2 separate regions of the Zea mays genome follow, and region 1 is linked to region 2. Evidence: chromatin contacts called from public Hi-C data. All regions are on one chromosome and are shown on one strand. The core of a region is the stretch at or near the end of the contact, and the rest is flanking DNA. Distances in the headings are between cores, read along the strand shown. Region 1 has its middle 11 kb from the start of LOC100501214. Region 2 holds the start of LOC100383394 (putative FYVE zinc finger containing actin-binding-domain protein family).

The links. Hi-C and Micro-C count contacts between places; a contact is called where the count stands out from the background.
Region 1: a contact with region 2 is called in a Hi-C map of leaf, with 5 times the contacts expected there. The contact joins the enhancer-like site here to the promoter of LOC100383394 in region 2. A contact is called at or near these places in 3 of 25 Hi-C or Micro-C datasets (ear, endosperm and leaf).

The regions. Positions count from the first base shown.
Region 1 is chr5:151,045,011-151,050,009 of Zm-B73-REFERENCE-NAM-5.0, reverse strand. No RefSeq gene overlaps it. Among protein-coding and RNA genes, the nearest start is that of LOC100501214, 11 kb to the left of the region's middle. Within about 2 kb of position 3,674, at least 12 of the 20 cell types and tissues checked have an H3K27ac peak or open chromatin away from gene starts, as enhancers often do. A contact at or near this core is called in ear and leaf, where this site is marked.
Region 2 is chr5:150,810,430-150,815,540 of Zm-B73-REFERENCE-NAM-5.0, reverse strand. It overlaps LOC100383394 (putative FYVE zinc finger containing actin-binding-domain protein family), which reads left to right and starts at 3,009. Exons shown (of 5, transcript NM_001176049.1): 1 at 3,009-3,358; 2 at 3,770-4,642. The coding sequence starts at 3,209.

The sequences.
Region 1 (4,999 bases), core at 2,425-4,924, 230 kb before region 2:
TCCATCTAGAATAAGAGTTTCACTCATTCACAACTGAACAATGGACTATGCCTTGAATTGACAGTTTTGTGCGAAATAAGATTCACTCAAATCCTTTGCTGATACTAGGCTGCAAAAGGGTTTTCCCGCTGTTTAGAAGCATACAAGTCACACTTTAGTGCCTTTCATGAGTATTTAGGGATTACCCAAGTCTCATAGACTGTGACCAGCAGTCTGACTCATATAGGTGTATTTCTCAAAAGATGTTCTGTAGGACAACATCTCACCTTTTGTAAGACTCTTGGAATACATTAAGGTAAAAACCATCCTGCCTTACAGATAGGAAAGATGTGCATCAGAAATGAGTTAAAGAAGGGATCTTTTCTCACAATCTACTCCTAGCTTGTTTCTCCACTCTACTTTACGGGATCTCCGATCACATAGAGCAGGTTACCACTAGAGTAGATCTCACATGGGTCTCATACCCATTTCTCTCGATGCACTTTCTATCACATTGCGTGACAGACCCTTAGTGAATTGATCTGCCAGATTATTCGATGTGTGGACATAATCCACAGTTATAACTCCGGAGTTTTTCAACTTTCTGACAGATTTTAATCTCCTCTTAACATGCCTTGTAGACTTCATGTTATTCTTATAACTGTTAACCTTTGTAATCACAGTTTGATTGTCACAGTTCATGGAAATAGCCGGTATCGGTTTTCAACTACCGGTAAGTCCAATAGGAAATCACGAAGCCACTCGACCTCAGGCCCAGCAGTGTCTAATACTGCGAGTTCTACTTCTATTGTAGACTTCGTTAAGATAGTCTGCTTGCAAGACTTCCAGGAAACAGCGCCGCTCGCCTGCCTGCCTGTCTGCCTCGCCACGCCCGCAGTGTACGTACACACATGCGCAGATCGATATTTGACGACCTTCCCTGGGTTTCTATACGTACCAATGTGTGTGTACGTACGTGCACGCTTATTGATGCATGCGTGATGCGTATCGACCGGCCGGCCGGTGCTGCAGCACCTCCTAACACACACCCCAATATAATGTGTGTTGCGCGCGCCACGTTAGCCTTGGAGCCTAGCTAGCAGCAACCCCCTTTTGACCTTGCTACTGCTGCAACGGAGGAATGTTCATCATTGGGTTTATATCCCACTCCCAAGGGAATTTCTCGCGTTTACATGCCCTTTTCCTCCTCCCCGTTAATTAGTGGCGCCCTGCTTGTTATCTAGTATGTTAATGTGACGCAGACCCTTGCCTTGTCTCTCTCTCGCGGCTGAGCGGCTCGATCCATTCCATCGCATAAGCATCGCTTTCTTTACCGCGCGGCCGGGCGCCAATCGCGCATGCATCCATGCTTAAAGACTCGCTGCTCATCTTAGACCAGTGAGACCATGTCCAGCAGCACTTTGTCACCAAAAACACTTGTTTTGTAATATTTTGTACTGTATACTGCACTATTCGTGAAATAGAGTTTAAATATAAATATAAGGGTAGCAGGATGAATTATAGCTAGCTACCCGACAGTGTGTTGGCATCAAGACGCCAATCGCTCATGCATCCATGCTTAAAGACTCGTTGCTCATCTCAGACCAGTGAGACCGTGTCCAGCAGCACTTTGTCACCTAAACCACTTGTTTTGCAATGTTTTGTACTGCAATGTTTTGCAATGATTTACCGATCCGGACGCCAATTACTGCGATGAGAACCGGGACGGTGCTCTCCACTAATACAAAAAGACTCAAAGCCTGCAGGGCAATATATTTTTACATACGGATTTGGTTATTAACCGCCTGTGCTATTTTTACATACGGATTTGGTTATTAACCGTCTGTGCTATTTTTAGTGGCGGTTCCTTAAGAAAACCGTCACGTACTAGAAATCGTATTTGTACACCTTATTAAGAAAACCGCCTGTAAAAATCCATGATTTCTAGTGACGGTTTTCTTAAGGAACCGTCTGTACAAATTGATTTTTACTGAAGGTTTTCTTAAAAAACCGCCACTAGAAATTATTTTTATCCTTAATTTTTCGAAATTTTCAAACGATCTCGTACGATGAAACCACCAAAATAAAAGTTGTAGGTCTCTAAAAGCTATGAAACTTTGTAGTTGACAACTTTTTTTATTTAAACTCATTTCGGTACTAAAAATTGAATCTAATTATGTCAAATTTAAAACTCAAATTTTGCAAATGACTAATTATGTCAAATTTAAAATTTAAATTTTGCAAACGACCTCGGATGAAAAAAGTGTCAAAATGAAAGTTGTAGAACTTCAAAAGTTATTCAACTTTGTAGTTGATAATGTTTTTATTTGAATCCGTTTACAGTCTCAAACAAGCAATTTACACTTAGTAGGTTGCGATATATAGACAAAAAACTACAAACTAAATACAAAACATGCCATAAGCGGAGTGATATTGTAGGGTATGCACGAGGGTGAGGTCGGCGGTTCGATTCCTAACACAACCGCAAAAATGCGACAACCTACGACTTCTACGGAGACTGGCGGGTGGGGTGATCTGGGCTGAGTCCTCTCAAATATATTTTTTGCTGTTTTTAAAACCCATGTAACGTTTCTAAAAATAATTTTCACTAGCGGTTTTATTACGTCGACCCCCAGTGGAAATCGATTTTAACTAGCGATCCTCAGTTACCCGTCTGTAAAAATGATGATTTCTACTGGCCCCTAATACCGATGGTTCTAAGAAACACCAATGAAAATAAGTTCACAATCGTCACTATAGAGTTTCTGTGTACTAGTGCTCTACAGAGATGCGGACGAGAGGAGAGATTCTAGTCTTTGTCTTGAGATCGGCAGGCCACCCAAAACGTCTCTAATCGACATAGAGCCAGAGAGAGGTGAAGATTTAGAGAGATGATCTAATTTACTGTCTCCTTCTAGAGCAAAATATAAAGAAATAGATGTGTATTGATTGATTGATCGATTATTAGTGTTCCAACCGGCTGTAGCCCTTCATATATATATATATATATATATAAAGAGGAGGTCTGGACCCGTTAAAAGCTAATTTCCGAATTAATTCCATATATTTAGCTAACAAATCACACAAAAACTCAGAATCTTAACTGATTTTACTCGCGCGAGCGCCGTCCACGCCACTCCCACAGTCCCACGGACTAAGGCTGCCCGCAGTGGAGGACTGGGTGCTGGACTCTATCCCATATAGCGTAAAGAAACACCTGCAGCGGGTGACTGGGTGCTAGACTCTACGCGTGATCGAGCTGCAAATGCAGAGTTCGGACGCACATGCGCTAAACGAGGCATGCAAGCAAGCAGCCGGCGGAGGCAGATGCATTCATGCACACGGAGGTGGGGAGGCGGGCCCACATGCATGCACACGGCCGTTCACAGCACATGCATGCACGCGGAGTGGGAAAAAATATAATATAATATACGGTAGTTGGTATAGGGTTGGAATATAGAGTAAATATGAGTACGGAGGATTGTGGTATAGAGTGCTGATCAGGACAGAATATTCTTTTTAGGGTAGAAATTTAGAGTAGTATGAGTACGGATAGCCTAACACAGTGTAACTGGAAACTTAACCGTGCCGTGAAAAGATGCGATGCGACGTCCCGCCAGTAATATTATTATTCACCGCGCGTGTGCAGCTTATGTTGATCCTGTCCTTTGGCTGGCCGCTCAGGCTCAGCAGATGCTTCTTCACTCACGCGTGCTGCACTTTTGCTAGCAAAAGGGAAAGAGAGAGAGGGTAGATGGACCGTCAGTGACAAGTAAAAAAGCAAAAGCGGAAAGAACAGTGACCAAATTGCAAGATTCATACGCCTTTTTAAAACGTTTCCTGTTTGGTGTGAAGGTTGTTATATATGCGCAAAAGCTAGACCCGCTGCACTGCTCGATCTGCAGCGAGCGTAACGGTATCTGTTTGTTTATACTGTAACCAGGATATGTCTAGCTATTTTGGCATAGCAGCTTTATCAACAGTTCTACGAGCTGTTTTAAGTTGTTTCTTTTTCTTTTCTTTTTACTACTAGATAGTACTGTCTTGCAAACAGTTGTATAGACGGAACTCTTTATTTTCTGCTCTCACGAAGAGATGGAAGAAGATAAAGCTAGAAAAAAAAACAGCTTATTCTACCTTTATCCCTAGCACGTTGGCCCTGACGCGTCATTATTTCTGCTTTAATTACCCGTTTCGCTAGTGCGTGGGCGCTGGAAACTGACCGGTGCGGAGCGCCGCAGCTGCTGGGCGCGTCCCATAGAGGAGAGAAATGAAGTGATTGATGGGGAGAAATCCTCTTGCTATTTAATTCTCTATGGATTCTTTCAATTTTTCTGTTCACCAAACCAGTCTTTAGAGCTTGTTCGTTTAAGAGTGGATTGAGAGGAGATCAATACATCTCTAACCGAAGAAGCCCTTAGATGATTCAGATGGTGAAGTTTTTTTCCCGACGATGATATAAATCGGTAAAATTCTCCATTCGGTGGGTAAAAACGGGAATAAGGATAGGAAAGCATTCATCATCCCCCGCTTCCTGTGAAGACCCGTTAAACTTACACACGACGACGTTTTCATGTAATAGTGTCGGGGACCATAATTAGGGGTACCTCCAAGACTCCTAATCTCAGCTGGTAACCCCCATCAGCACAAAGCTGCAAATGCCTGATGAGCGCGATTAAGGTCAAGGCTCAGTCCACTCAAGGGACACGATCTCGCCTCGCCCGAGCCCAGCCTCGGGCAAAGGCAGCCGACCCCGGAGGATTCACGTCTCGCCCGAGGATCCCCTCAAGCAACGGACACACCTTCGGCTCGCCCAAGGCCCAGTCTTCGCGGAGAAGCAACCTTGGCCAGATCGTCACGCCAACCTACCGTATCGCAGGAGCATTTAATGCAAGGATCGCCTGACACCTTATCCTGACGCGCGCTCTTCAGTCGACAGAGCCGAAGTGACCGCAGTCACTTCACCGCTCCACTGACCGACCTGACAGGAAAACAGCGCCGCCTGCGCCGCTCCGACTGT
Region 2 (5,111 bases), core at 1,760-4,259:
TATGCCCTTGCGTAAGCGCTCACCGAAGCGGGGTCGCTTGGTGGATCGAAGCTGAATCTAAAGGGAACAGGGTGGAAAACTGATGTTACCTCCTGGTAGATGGACGGTGGTGAAGTCGCATCGGGGACAGAGTGCGTCGTTATCTCAGGTGCGAGACAAATGTCCGACAAGTCCCTCGCGAGGGTGTCGGTGTCATCAGTCCGCTTGGGGTTGGCATGTTGCTAGGAAGCGATACCCATCGTTGTCTCAGGTGCGAGGACAACACCCGACATGTCCCCCGCAGGGGTGCCGGCGTCGTCGGCTCGCTCTGGTCCGACAGCCGACGAAGTGCCGCCTCGTGCCTGGCCACGGTTGCTCCGTCTTCTCCTCCTCCGGCGAGGAGGGTGGCAGGGCAAACCCGGATGTCCCTCTTCTGCCGCGGGGAGATGCCGTCGTCGAGTTCGCCGCCGCCGGGCGAGCCGACGACCGTCGTTGTTGTCGTGCTGCGAGGGGAGGAGTACCATGTTGTAGCTGCCGTCGTGGGACATGAACTCGAGACTCCCGAAGCGGAGCACCGTCCCGGGCTGAAGAGGCTGCTGAAGACTGTCCATCTGGAACTCAACGGGAAATTATTTGTCAACACGCAGCAGGCCCCTACCTGGCGCGCCAACTATCGGCGTTTCGAACCCGCGAGGACCCTCAACCGACTAGTGAATTTGTCGCTGTGTGTCCCTGCCCAGATGGGTTGATGCAAGAATGAATACAAGAGGGAGGATGAGGCTTATATTATCTTGCACCGGGGTGCTCATAGTAGGGGTTACAAGTGTCGCGCGAGAGAGGGAGAGAGGGTCCGGCCCTGAGGTGAGTTGTATGAGTTAGCCTCCTCTGCGTTTCTCCCACTCTGCCTGCCTCTGCTCGCCCCTCTCCCCCCTTAGGAAGACCCTGGACATCCCCTTTTATAGATACAAGGAGATGGTTCAGATGTACAATGGGGGTGTAGCTATGTGCTAACGTGGCCGGTGGAGAAGTGCTTGAGCCCTCTGTACGTGCTAACGTGGCCGTCGGAGAAGTGCTTGATCCTTATAGAAGCGCAGCTGGCGGTGCGGCATGGATCCTGCTGACGTTTCCTTGCTTCCGTAGGGAGCTGAGAACCATCGACGTCATGGACGCACGCGGGGAACCATCATTACCTGTTACCGGAGTAATCTAGATGGGACACCGGTCTTGTTCCTTCGTAGCCTGAGGCAGCTAGCTAGGGGTAGGGTAATGATATATCCCCAGTGGCGTAGTCGGTCCGAGGCCGAGGTCGGGCGAGGCGGAGACTTCTCCTGAGGCCGAGGCTGAGGTCGGGCGAGGTTGTGACTCCTCCCGAGGCCGAGGCTGAGGCCGAGGCCCGAGTTCGGGCGAGGCGGAGCTCCCTGTTGCGCCCGAGGCTGAACTCGGGGGAGGTCGTGACTTACTGCCGTTGGTTTTACCCTGGTGGTTGGCATAGTAGTCGGAACGGGGTGAATAGTGTTGTTTTCCTGTCAGAACGATCAGTAAAGGGGTGAAGTGACTGCGGTCACTTCGACCTTGCCGACTGAGGCGCGCGTGTCAGGATAAGGTGTCAGGCGATCCCCGCATTAAATGCGCATCCGATACGGTCGGTTGGTAAGGCGATTTGGCCGAGGTCGCTGCACGACAAAGTTTGCCCGAGCTTGGCTTCGAGCGAGCCGAGGGTGCGCCCACTGCCTGAGGAGGCCCTCGGGCGAGGCGTGGATCCATCCGGGACTACTGTTCTTGCCCGAGGCTAGGCTCGGATGAGATAGTGTCCCTTGGTAGACGAGGCCTTGACTTGAACCGTGCCTATCAGTCTTTACGGTCTGTTTTGAGGATATTTTCCAGCCAGGTTAAGGAGCATTGGGGGTACCCCTAATTACGGTACCCGACAGTTAGTACTATATTATTCCATAGATTCAAATATAATGACAATAGAGATGGTAGACCTCCAGTTGTGGGGTTTCAATGATTTTATAAATGTGCATTCAAACCTAAGCCACAAACAACACATACTTGAGAACATTGAATCTTAATATCTAATTTTCTAATTCATGCGCAATTAATAGTTGGTCTCCTGTTTTGCCATAAATTTGGTTCGGACATATCAGCTGACATTACTTTACTCTCTGTGTGTGGTGATTGGGAAAAACAACTCTTAGGACAATCAAGAAAAATGTCTCTTTCCTGTGGCTGTTATGTGACGAAGAAAGTTATGGGTACACCCCAAGCAGTTGAGCTATCTATCTATCTATGCCACGTTTTTAGATAATTCTATTATTACTGTGTGAAGGTATCGATATATATTGCTACACATGTTTCTATTATTTGGAGTAACACTCCTTGGACCATGTAAACACTTCGATTCAACTATATAAACTTATTGTTCACATACTCACGCGAGGCGCGAGGGAGTTACTAGTATAAAATAAAGAGACTAAGACTAGCTCCAACAAGGAGCTCTAAAGGGTCATGTACTCTAAATTTAGAGAACGAGGACATCATCTACTCCCTCCAGCAACGTCCTCTATATATAGAGTTTCTCTAAACGGGTCTCTATCTATTTGAATACTTTAAACAACCGATTTAGTAAAACTAAAATATGTACAATACATTTAAGAGTATGACAAATACGTATGTACAAAAAATAAAAATTAAAAAATATTTTTAATATAGGTATTTACATATAGAGGACGTGGTTTAGAGGACGTTGTTGGAGAGAAAATAGATATAGGAGATAGAATCTTTTAAAAAAGACTGTAAATGACGGATATAGAGGATATATATAGATGACATTGATGTAGATAGTCTAAAAAGTATTTCCTACCAAACACTCACTTTACCTCCCTTTGCTACGTCCGATCAATTTGGCTAGTTTTAGTCAGAACTCAGCCCAAAATCCCACATCCGCACCCATACGGCCACACACTGAAACACAGCTATGTGTCGTTAAAGGCAAACAGACCCAGGATTATGTCTCCAATTAAATTCCCAGAAAACTCTGCTCAACTCGTTCTATCGTCTGTCGTCTCGCTCTCCACATCCGTTGATCCATCCCTTCCAACTCCAATCAACTCCGTCCCAAACTACAATCCGTGGCAACAGAAAAAGGTGTATCTTTTACCAGAAACAGAAGCTAGATTCCCGGATTGCTCCGCTTGATCGCTGGTGAATCGACCCAACCGAGTGGCCCATGGCCGGAACCGAGCGGCTCCACCGCCCGATTGACCCGCCGCGGCCCGCGGGCAGCCGCTCCGTCGTGGTCGGTGCTGGTGGCTCGCCGGCGAGGTGGGACGACGATAACGACGACTGCGGCGGCGGCGGACGTGTCGAAGGCTTGGCGGTAAGCTCCCCCCCCCCCCCCCCCCCCCTCCGCTCTCTCTGCCCGTTTCGTCCCTGTTAAGTCTGGTTGCGTGTACGCGTCCTTCAGCTAAGTTGGTTTCGCTGAGGAGCGTGTAGAACTGATTTACTGATTCGGTTCCTAAATTGGGGAATTCCGGGAGCATGTGGTGCGCTGCTTGGTGCGAACTTAGGATGCTCGAATTGATGATTAGGGCTAAGCGATGGGCCAAAAGTTTCAAGTTCTCAAGGGCGCGTGTGGCTTGTGCTGTGGAGAAATCTAAAATTGCTTTTTCTAGGATTTGCCTTAAGCATGTGGCTGGAGCCTTGTTGATAGGAGTGCACTAGTTATGGTCTTTTTAGGTCTTCCCAGGCTGAGTTTCTGCCATAACTCAATTTTGCTTTCCTGATATAGGGACTCCACATATTTGACCAAGAGGCAGAGGAGTCACCAACCAAAAACGACATGGCCAACAGCCTTGATACTAACTGCACTCCCATTGCTAAAGGATGCAACACTGAAACAACCGAAACTTCTGTAGAGTCGGAACCTGTAAATGTCTTGAACCTGCTTCATGATCATACCGGCATCTGGGTCCCTGTTTCTGTCCCGCCTATGACAGCGCTGGCCAGCGAGGATTGGCACAGAGGGTTTCGTTGCAATGGTGGGCACTTCCCGGAAGAAGAGTTCAGCTGGGAGCTGGATGAAGACAATAAGGAGATGACAATGTGGGATGTTTTTGCTGATATGGCTGTCGCAGCAAAAGATAAGGTGATATCTGCTGCAAAATATGAGTATGGGAGATGTGGGATGTCGACAGTGTCCAACTTCTTTCTACAAGAGGCTTGGAAGGATATGGCACAAACACTTGTGGATGCAAACACTGGTATTGCGAATGAGCTTCTTGAGACAGAGCCAACTAAGTGGTTGCCTGACAGTGCTGCCACCTCTTGCATGCTCTGTGGCGTGCGATTTCATCCAATAATGTGCTCTCGCCATCATTGTCGTTTCTGTGGTGGAGTATTCTGCAATGGCTGTTCAAATGGCAGAAGCTTGATGCCTCCAAAATTTAGGACTGCAGATCCTCAGAGGGTTTGTGATGTCTGCGGAGTACGTCTAGAGAGTATCCAACCTCAATTGATGAATCAGATTAGTCGGGCCTCACAACTTCCAACTCGGGATGTCACAGACCTGAGTACCTTGAGGTCATGGCTGAATTTCCCTTGGTCACACACAATGGAATATGAGATATACAAGGCTGCAAATTCTTTACGTAGTTACTGTAAGGTATGCCTTTTTATACTCCTTAATTATTGACTAGTTCTATTACGATAGCCTTTATCGTTGTCTTCTTTTTTGGCTGCTTTCATTTTCATGTAGTCTTCTGTATTCTTATCAAATGTTATTGTGTTAAAGAGTAGTGCCGACCAATATTTCGCACCAAACAGGAAAACACTAATATGCTTGATAATGATAACACTACAACAAATATAGCAATCCTACACTGGTGTTGATAAACTGATGTCATGAAATCATGTAGGGAAATGTGTTTCACAAGTCATCAAATGTTGTTGTTTTCTGTTTGTATAGTAATTAGTTGGATGAACATTTGGACAAATTGAGTCGTGTGGGTAAAAGATGACATGGAACACTGGCAAATTATTTTTTTCTAGTGCAATAATACAATACAGTCTGGATATGTGATTCTAATCACTGAAATGAACCTAGGCAAAAGAAAAAATGCGTAGGCATCTGT